2 separate regions of the Hordeum vulgare genome follow, and region 2 is linked to region 1. A link is a contact called in public Hi-C data. All regions are on one chromosome and are shown on one strand. Each heading gives the region's core, a stretch centred on a gene start, on an enhancer-like site or on the middle of the called end of the contact. The rest is flanking DNA. Distances are from core to core; before and after follow the strand shown. Region 1 has its middle 95 kb from the start of LOC123400024. Region 2 holds the start of LOC123400176 (UNC93-like protein 3).

Region 1 (5,223 bases), core at 1,908-4,407:
TAGTATTCATTGTATCGTTGTGATGAATGCAATATTTATTGTTGTGGATATTAGTCGAGTTGGATTTTAGTTGAAGCTAAAATTTCTCGAGTTGTGTATATCAATTGAGTGGCACTCATGCTTTTTGTTTGACAACCCATTAAATCTTCCTTTTTCCCCTTATTTTTTGTGAAATAATTAAATCTTCCTTGAAATACTAAATTGCAAACTTCAAATATTCAATATTCCATGAAAAGTTATTTTATCTAGTTTTACAAATGCTCATACAATGTAAACATATACGTTTGTGTATATTTCATAAAACGTTTCATAGATGTAAAAAAATGTATGTTCTATTAAAGATATATTCACGATTTTTTGAAAAAAGTGATACAATGAAAAAGAATGTTTGCAAAATGTAAAAAATAACTTTTTTGTATCGCTAAAAGAATGTATGTGACATTTTGCAGAAAAATTCAAGCTATTGCGAAAAATCCGTTGATGTCTAAAAAATGGTTACACAATGTACGAATATTCCCATAGGTTAATGTTTTTTAATTCCACCAGAAACATTTACGTGACATTTAATTAAACATTCACGTATATCCAGAAAATGTTAGTACACATTTTAAAATGTTTAAACAATGTAAAAAATATTTGTGGAGTGTAAAAAAATGTTTGTTGTGATTAAGAAAATGCACGAGTGTATTTGAAAAATGCAACCCTGATTCAAAAAGTGTTAATAACATGTATTGTTTTGAATGTACATCATGTATTTGAAACATGTCCTAAAATATTTAAAAATATATTTCACATATCAAAAGTAGACATGTATTAAAAGAAGAAAAAATTGATCAAAACCAACAAAGAAAAAAAAATAAAAAACAAGAAATAAACAGAAGTACATCAAAGAAAGATAAACAAGTAAAACAAGTATAATAAGGAAAAAAATCAAAGGAAACCAATGAAAACCCAAAGAAAAAACAATATAAAATAAAGAAAAATAAAGCAGAGTGAGCGAACCTACAACTACCATGCACAAGCAGCCTGAGAGACTCCTCTGATGGTCAGGGCCTTCGCTCGCCCCGTATGCTAGCTTAGGTTATGTGGCCCAACTAGCATGGTTGCATGGCGGTAAGGGAATCACTGGCGCTTGAGAAGGATATTTTTAAACGAAGGATCTCTGTTGCGTCTGATTGCAAGATTGCCATTGATCATATCAGGCACAGGAATGCTACTCGACGTTAATGTGTATGAAGCTATCATAAGGGAAATTGTAGAGAGGTCTAGTTTTTTGAATCTTGTTTTTTAGCCTTAAATTTAGTAGTGTGAACTTCGAAGCTCACAAACTAGCGAAGCACGTACTCTCATTTGGGATTGGTCGTCATGTTTGGGTATGCAATCCGGATGATCTTTCTTTCGTTCCTGTAAACCTCGTGACGACTTAAATAAAGAGCTTCGAGAGTTTGCCTAAAAAAAGTTTAGTATCATTTTCTTACACGGGAGCTATTTTTCGCATTAAGCGATTTAAATGGGGTCGATTGCTGAAGCATCAACAGTGACGGGCCGGCCCATCAGCTTTCACCGTAAAGAAAAATAATAAGAGAAGAAAAAGGACGAGTCAAGAATCAATCCGGTGATCTCAAGATATTAGGCAAACGCTGCTTGCCACTGCGTTAGCTCCCCATTTCATGATAACAAACAGGAGCGCGACCTACTTAGAGGGAAAACATTTGATTTTTCATTCTTTTTTACATTTTCTTTTTCTCTTGTTTCTTTTTATTTTTGATCTTCTCCATTTTCTTTTCATTCTTTCTTGCATTTTGTTTCTTCGTTTTTTCTTGCAATCTGTTTATTTTCCTTTTCTGTTTTTCTCTCCTCCAGAATTTCTTTTTTTCTTATATTTGTGTTTCATTTTCGTTCTACATTTTTCGTATACGTCAAAAACATTTTTCAATAAGTGATCAATATTTTTTATATACAGGTTCACAATTCTCCGAGCTCCTTATGTTTTTTTAATACTTCTTCAACAATTTATTACTTGTTCAACATTTTTAAAATACATGTTTAACATACTTTAATACCTATTCAACATTTAAAAATTCTTTTTCAACATTTTTAATATTTATTATATATTTTCAAATACTTTATATACATTTTCAATACTTATTCAACATTTTAAAATATTTTTGAACATTATTCAAATTCATGTTCAATATTTTTATATGCATGATCAACATTTTTAAAATACTTACTCAACATTATCCAAATAATTGTTCAACATTTTAAAAATATTTGTTCAACATTATGTAATACTTGTTCAACATTGTTGTAAAATTCTTGATTAACATTTTTATTTACATGATCAACCTTTTTTAAAATACTTCATCAACATTTTTCAAATACCTATTCAACGGTATTCAAATACTTGTTCAGCATTTTTAAAATAATTGTTCAATATATTTCAAATGTTTGAATTGATTTTTTTTATAATACATACATTTAGTATATTGTAAAGTATAAACAAAAACAAAAAAAAGTAAAAAAAAGAACAGAAAACAGGAGCTCGGGCCATTTAGGTTCGTCCCCTCTCGCTGAAGGCGAGATATAGGGTACCACATTTATTAGCGAATTTCTTCCTGCGAACAGGCCGATCACAACTGCTATTCCTATTTAACCGGAATCATTAGTTGTTATGCTTTGTAGATGTCACTTTTGATGTTCTCTGGTGCGGACAAGTGACGCACTTGATGAGCGTCATTTGTCGCACCTTACGAGTATTTTTTTTCATACGTTAGTCTATTCACAATGTTTTATCTATTGAACCGTGCGTCTCAATAAGGAATCGCTTTATCATTTGATTTCCCGTATGGAAATCTTTGAAAATATACACCATGTGAATAATTTTTGACAACTTTTTTCATGTGAAAACAAAAAAAATAGATAAACGAATACCTAAAAAATAAATATAAAAAACAAAAAACAAAATGGCAACAAAAAAAAAACTAATATCAAAAAAGAAAGAAAGAAAAGGAGCCCGGAGCACAGTCGTGTTTTGTCTTTTTCAGGCAAACGAAGTTGTGTTTTTCATATTTTTCGGAAAGCACAAGTTGTGCTTCTTGCTAAAAGCACAATCGTGCTTTTTGAAAAAGCACATGCTATTTTTTTCTCCTCTTAGTAAAAGCACAAATTTGACACATATGTTTTGAGAAGCATGGGTCTGCGTCACAAAAATAGAAACTAGGGGAAAATCAACAAAGCCAAAAAAGCATCTAAACCCCAACAACATGTGAAGAAAAATAAAAACCAAAATCAAAATAGGGTGCCAGCAAGCGACACATATCGGGACCACTTGGTGCGCTCCAAAATCAGAAATGTGACCCTTGCAGAGGCCCGTAGTAGGTAACCTTTGGTTAGTTGTTTGTACGTATGTTGAAAGTCGTCGACAAAGTTGGCATCTTCTATTGGTCGCAATGTGATTTTGAGCTAACCCAAGTAGACCATGCTCCCTCTTCCTATTTGGGAAGGTGATAGAACCTTTCTAGACCATATTTTTTGTTCATTTGGTCTTTTGTTTTATTTTATTTTTGTTCTCTCTACTGTCTTTTAGTTCATTTACTTTTTATTTTCTTATTTTTTTTATATTTTTTTATTTTCATTTTGAAAACATCTTTGTAATTCATAATATTTCTTGAAATCATGAAGATTTTTGGAATTCATAAACATTTATTTAATCATGAACAATTTTGAAATCGTGAACATTTTTTAATTTGCGGGCATTTTTCATGAATTCATAAGTATTTTTGATATTATGGACAACTTTTGGAAACATGGATGCACTTCTTGAAGTGGATTTTTTTAATTCAGAAAGATTTTTTGTTGCAAACATTTTTTGAGTTCATATTCTTTTTTGGATCGTTGAACTTTTTTAAAAAATGGAACATTTTCTGAATTTTGCGAACATTCTTTAAATGTCTGAATATTTTTTTCAAAATTCATGACATTTTTTATTTTGTGAACAGTGTTTCAATTCATGAACATTTTATAAAACGTTCGAACTTTTTTCAAATTCATGAACATTGTTTGCATGTCGAGGTCCACCCGTCATGGTCCCTTGCTTCAAGTCGCGCAAGTGCACACCATCCGGTAACATCGAATGGCACGGAGAGCCCACGGGAGGAAGCCGCGTGAGGCCAACGCCAAAGGTATGGCGTAGAGGGCCTTCTCGCCTGGACCGCATGCTTCAGTAAACATTTATCCTCACGCGAGCTAGCGTCGTGGACTTCATGCACGACCCGACTGTCACAACTGAACTAGCCCAGTGTGGGGCGATGATACTGCCAAGCGGGCCTAGCATTTACGTGGTGCGCGAGTAGTGTGCATGCCTTGGTTCGCGGGCACGCTCGAAGTCACCCCAAGACAGGTGGCCCCTAGCACGCCCGCGGTCCAACCATCATGGGCCGTCGAGGCAGGTCATCCGGGCACACGTCATCCGGGCAAATCAGACAACGCGAAGAGGCCTTGAGAGGCCCCGTGGAAGCCACCTGAAAACGGACGACGCGGAGGCCCTCCTCGTCCTTAAAAGAGCCCTAGAGGCAAATACTTCGACACTCTTTATAGAAGTAATATCTAAGTAGCCAACATGAGGTATTAGACATTACAATAACTATTTATCTCTTCAATTGATACGATTGCATACTATCGTCACGTTTGACATATTGTGAAATCGACAATGTATAGATCACCCTTGCAAAAACCAGTAAAGACCATGTTATAGTTTTCACAGCGAAACACTTGGTAGTCAACTTCTGTAAAGAGAACATTGAAACGAAAATGAGCTAATCTAGATACGAAAAGAAGATTATAGCCAAGGGATTCAACAAGCATGGCATTTTGAATGGAACTATAATGAGATATGGACACCTTACAAAGAACAAGTACCTTACCACTGGAATTATCTCCAAAAGCACATACCTTCGAGGTCCACGGTTTTGTATGATCTCATGGAACATGTCTTTATCTCCGATCATGTGATCAGTGCATCCAGTGTCAAGTATCCACTCCTTTCCTCCGGCCATGTTGTCTCTAAGGTTTGCCATAAGACTAAGGTTCCTCATGGTCTTCGCATACTCGATGTCAAACTCCTCATCTTCATCATAGAGGCCATGCTCCACATTGTCATCGTAGGACAAAATATCCTCGTCATAAGAAAAAAGAATTTCATTGGAATTTTGAATATGAAAA
Region 2 (5,322 bases), core at 1,124-3,623, 560 kb after region 1:
ATGTCGGTCCAAGCCGCTTCAATCCAACAATACCGCGGAATCAAGAAAAGACTAAGGAGGGCAGTAAAACGCACATCACCGCCCACAAAAACTTTTGTGTTCTACTCGAGAAGACATCTACGCATGAACCTAGCTCATGATGCCACTGTTGGGGAACGTCGCATGGGAAACAAAAAATTCCCTACGCGCACGAAGACCTATCATGGTGATGTCCATCTATGAGAGGGGATATTCGATCTACGTACCCTTGTAGACCGCACAGCAGAAGCGTTAAGAAACGCGGTTGATGTAGTGGAACGTCCTCACGTCCCTCGATCCGCCCCGCGAACCATCCCGCGATCAGTCCCACGATCTAGTGCCGAACGGACGGCACCTCCGCGTTCAGCACACGTACAACTCGACGATGATCTCGGCCTTCTTGATCCAGCAAGAGAGACGGAGAGGTAGATGAGTTCTTCGGCAGCGTGACGGCGCTCCGGAGGTTGGTGATGATCTTATCTCAGCACGGCTCCGCCCGAGCTCCGCAGAAACGCGATCTAGAGGTAAAACCGTGGAGATATGTGGTCGGGCTGTCGTGGCAAAGTTGTCTCAAATCAGCCCTAAAACCTCCGTATATATAGGGGGAGGAGGGGGAGCCTTGCCTTGGGGTCCAAGGGCTCCCAAGGGGGTCAGCCTAGCCAAGGGGGGCAACCCTCCCCTTCCAAACCGAGTCCAACTAGGTTTGGAAGGAGGAGTCCTTCCCCCTTTTCCCACCTCCTCTTTTTTTTCTTTTCTATTTGATTTTCTTCCTATGGCGCATAGGGCCTTCTTGGTTTGTCCCACCAGCCCACTAAGGGATGGTGCGCCACCCCCAAGGCCTATGGGCTTCCCCGAGGTGGGTTGCCCCCCCCCCCCCCGGTGAACACCCGGAACCCATTCGTCATTCCCGGTACATTCCCGGTAACTCCGAAAACCTTCCGGTAATCAAATGAGGTCATCCTATATATCAATCTTCGTTTCCGGACCATTCCGGAAACCCTCGTGACGTCCGTGATCTCATCCGGGACTCCGAACAACATTCGGTAACCAACCATACAACTCAAATACGCATAAAACAACGTCGAACCTTAAGTGTGCAGACCCTGCGGGTTCGAGAACTATGTAGACATGGCCCGAGAGACTCCTCGGTCAATATCCAATAGCGGGACCTGAATGTCCATATTGGATCCTACATATTCTACGAAGATCTTATCGTTTGAACCTCAGTGCCAAGGATTCATATAATCCCGTATGTCATTCCCTTTGTCCTTCGGTATGTTACTTGCTCGAGATTCGATCGTCAGTATCCGCATACCTATTTCAATCTCGTTTACCGGCAAGTCTCTTTACTCGTTCCGTAATACAAGATCTCGTAACTTACACTAAGTCACATTGCTTGCAAGGCTTGTGTGTGATGTTGTATTACCGAGTGGGCCCCGAGATACCTCTCCGTCACACGGAGTGACAAATTCCAGTCTAGATCCATACTAACTCAACGAACACCTTCGGAGATACCTGTAGAGCATCTTTATAGTCACCCAGTTACGTTGCGACGTTTGATACACACAAAGTATTCCTCCGGTGTCAGTGAGTTATATGATCTCATGGTCATAGGAACAAATACTTGACACGCAGAAAACAGTAGCAACAAAATGACACGATCAACATGCTACGTCTATTAGTTTGGGTCTAGTCCATCACGTGATTCTCCTAATGACGTGATCCAGTTATCAAGCAACAACACCTTGTTCATAATCAGAAGACACTGACTATCTTTGATCAACTGGCTAGCCAACTAGAGGCTTGCTAGGGACAGTGTTTTGTCTATATTTCCACACATGTATATAAGTCTTCATTCAATACAATTATAGTATGGATAATAAACGATTATCTTGATACAGGAATTATAATAATAACTATATTTATTATTGCCTCTAGGGCATAATTCCAACAGCGACACCAGCCAAAGAAAACATATAGGGTCTTAATCATAAAAGTGAAACGTTTCCTCACTAAAGAAAGGACTGCGGGTTTATTAACAGAAAATGAAAGGGTCTTTTTGCAAAAATGCCATGACGGACGACCAGAAACCCTATTTACTTTATTTTTAGGGAGAGATTATATTAAAAAAACATATTTCTTGCATAAAGTTACGTAGAGTATATAGACAAATCACTAAGCTATGGATTCAAGAAAACTTGGAAAAATAAAACTTTTTTTTTGCGGAAGGAAAAAAGGCCACCTCTCTCTAGAAAATAAATCCACTCACCAAAATGATCAACATTATCAAAAAAGCCCCTGATATTATCTGGAAGGTAACAGGCTACCAATTTTTGCACTTGAGTCTTTTCTTATGCCACACAACTCCAGATTTTATTCACAGACACCCTTGAAACGTCACGAATTTGAAAAGCCCGCACCCTTCCCTCCCCAAATCACCGCACGCGAAAGCCAAGGATCCGGCAGTTGACTCCTCCCCCCAATCAGCCCGGCCGGCCGCTCCACACCGGCCGCCATGGACTCCATAGCGGCCGGACCCGAGCTCGCGGCGTCCCACGACGAGGAGGAGGCGGCTCCCCTAGTCTCCGTCCCCGGCGACGGCGGCCGCGGTTCAGGCACAGCGTCGCCGACCCGCGACCTGCACCTCCTCAGCTTGGCCTTCTTCTTCGTCTTCCTCGCCTACCACGCCGCGCAGAATCTCCAGAGCACCGTCAACACGGTACGCATCCTCCCATGCCAACAATTCCCCAGCGCACGCACGCACGCTCGGGCGCGACCGACGGTGGCGTGGCGATATGACTGATTGGCGCCGGCCGCCCGGGCTCTCGCACGCAGGACGGCAATTTGGGGTCAATATCGCTGGGGTTGCTGTACACGTCGTTCACGGCGTTCTCGGTCGTGGGTTCGCCGGTGGTGCGGGGGATGGGGTCCAGGCGAGCGCTCGTGCTCGGCACCTCCGGCTACCTCCTCTTCATCGCCGCCAACCTCGCCCCTTCCTGGTATGTAAGCTACCACCAAGCCGCTATCTCCGATTGCTTCTGCCGTAATTTCTCTGTCCTCGGTATATTCTTGTTGGTTCCGACATATCCCGAGCTGACTCAATCTGTGTGGCGAAGATTCATCCGAGTGACAGTGTAATTTGGCCGTGTAGGGGACGAAATAGGGGAACACATAGGTGGTAAAACGACAAATCTACTAACTAACTTGCCAGCTCAGCATTTGCTTTCCACTATGTCGACGTCCCTTTCGTGCTTGCCGTGCAAGCAAAATGAAATGCGTGACCCTACGCAAGATCCCAATGTAGCTGCATAATCTGATCCGCACGCAAATTTCAGTTTGTTCTGAATGAGAGTAAGAAACTCAATTCTCACTGCAAAAAGATGTTCGACATGTGCAACAAAACGTCACCAGATACAAATATGAGGCGGGCGGCCATCTGCCAAGTCAACCCACCTCGCCGGTTCTGCCCATGCGCACCTCAGGCCACGAAAAATGAGGGTTGGCGGATATTGTCGCCAACATTGTTGGTTGGCGCCTTTCCACTGAAAAGTTAGCAAGTACTACTCACTCTGTCATAGTTTATAAGACATGCACGTGTACCTAGATCGTCAATTTGACTTATATAAAATATGTTATTTAACATAAAAATTATATTATTAAAAAATAGAACATCTGAAGTTTCTAATGATATATTTTTTGTAATATATGTCTCTCATTAAGTTGGTTAAATTAATGACCTAGGTACACGTGCCGGACTTATAAACTGAAACGAAGGTAGTAATATGTTTTCCCTGTCCGAAGACAATTACTTTTTTAGGGAATTGTGTGAAGACAATTTAATGACATTGCAATGAACTCTTTTTTATTTCTTTCTCTTGTCTCTTTCCTCGGGCTTGGCTCTTTTCCCGTAGATAATCGACACTTGGAAAATGAAAAGAATAGGAAAATAAATAAGGAAAAGCAAAAAGGTGGACCATGGCCTACAAGAGTCAAGAGTGTCACTAGATCCAAGTGTTTGAACCGAAGAACATAAGAGGGGAGCGTCTCGAGTCAAACCAACGAGTGCGCCTTAGTATATGGTCTTTGTGAAATTTGTACTTTTCTTCATTATTTTTCGTATTCATAGTTTAGACATGTGTTAAGTAGATGCACCTACGTAAATGAGCATTTAGGATGTACAAATGGCATTCTGTCAAAGAAGAAAATAAAGTTTTTAAGGTTGCATCAACAAGTAGATCTAGTTGCAACCCTACATCTAGTGCGCCCCTCCGATCGTCGAGGATGAACGGTGTTACGACGATGTGTAGAATCAAGCCCGTGATCTTGAACTTGCTTCTACCTTGTTCTCAAGAAGTTTGGATGGGATTCAGACTCTCTCAATGCCGGGTCCGTCTAGCAAGTCATCATCATCGGTAGAAAGGTTACTGGCAGTTCGACAATGTATGCATGTTGCGTGTACTCTGGATGGAAACCTCTGATCTTACCCCTGGCTTGATCAGGTAACATTAACGTGCATGGTTCATGACCTTATTGAAGGTGTTGACTCGGAGCTTTGCTTTATAAATGAAAATCCCAAGTTCGAGATTTGGTTGAACATGTCCCCAACAGGCAAACAACTTTTTAAAGCTTTTTAAACCAAACAGCTTGTGGCCCAGCGTGCCTGACATGACGATTGGCCGACCCGATAAGTATAGGGATCGTGCCTGGTTCGCAAGGCTTCGCACGCGGGCCGACACAACACGACTTGTATACCAATTGTGCCCCTATGGCTCGTGCAGTGCCGGGCCGGGTCGTTTGGCCAGCTCTAAACATGTCCAACAAACACACACATGATGCTCTCTTATAGAAGGCTTCATGCGAGGATAGCAAACTTGTAGTTGTTTTGTCCCAAATCATAGGGTTCAAGGACACCTATTCAGAAATGGAACTTTAAAATAAGGATCACAAGGCAGTACCTATGTGGATGGGGGAAACACACCAATGGAATGTAGAAAAATGAAAAGGAATGTGTCGCCACCATTATTGACGACCTCGACAAAATCACAAAGACTCGCATCTTGTGATAACAAGATATCGAATTGAAAAATCAATCCAATGTTGCAAAAAGAGGAAATCAAATAGTACCAAAGATCCAAAGCCGACTTCATCTTGAAGAGAGACAATAATACACGATACTTCCAACTGGTTGCCAATGGTCAGCATAGGAATAAGCGTATCTTTAGACTCCAACAAGATGAAGGAAAGATCAAAGGTCAGACAGAGCTCAAAAGTTATAGCTCCAAATACTACAAATCTGTTTTTGGC

The links. Hi-C and Micro-C count contacts between places; a contact is called where the count stands out from the background.
Region 2: a contact with region 1 is called in a Hi-C map of leaf, with 2.6 times the contacts expected there. The contact joins the promoter of LOC123400176 here to the enhancer-like site in region 1. A contact is called at or near these places in 4 of 6 Hi-C or Micro-C datasets (leaf and seedling).

What each region holds. Positions count from the first base shown.
Region 1 is chr5H:95,527,589-95,532,811 of MorexV3_pseudomolecules_assembly, forward strand. No RefSeq gene overlaps it. Among protein-coding and RNA genes, the nearest start is that of LOC123400024, 95 kb to the left of the region's middle. Within about 2 kb of position 3,158, at least 1 of the 3 cell types and tissues checked has open chromatin away from gene starts, as enhancers often do. A contact at or near this core is called in leaf, where this site is marked.
Region 2 is chr5H:96,086,620-96,091,941 of MorexV3_pseudomolecules_assembly, forward strand. It overlaps LOC123400176 (UNC93-like protein 3), which reads left to right and starts at 2,374. Exons shown (of 10, transcript XM_045094592.1): 1 at 2,374-2,737; 2 at 2,854-3,017. The coding sequence starts at 2,534.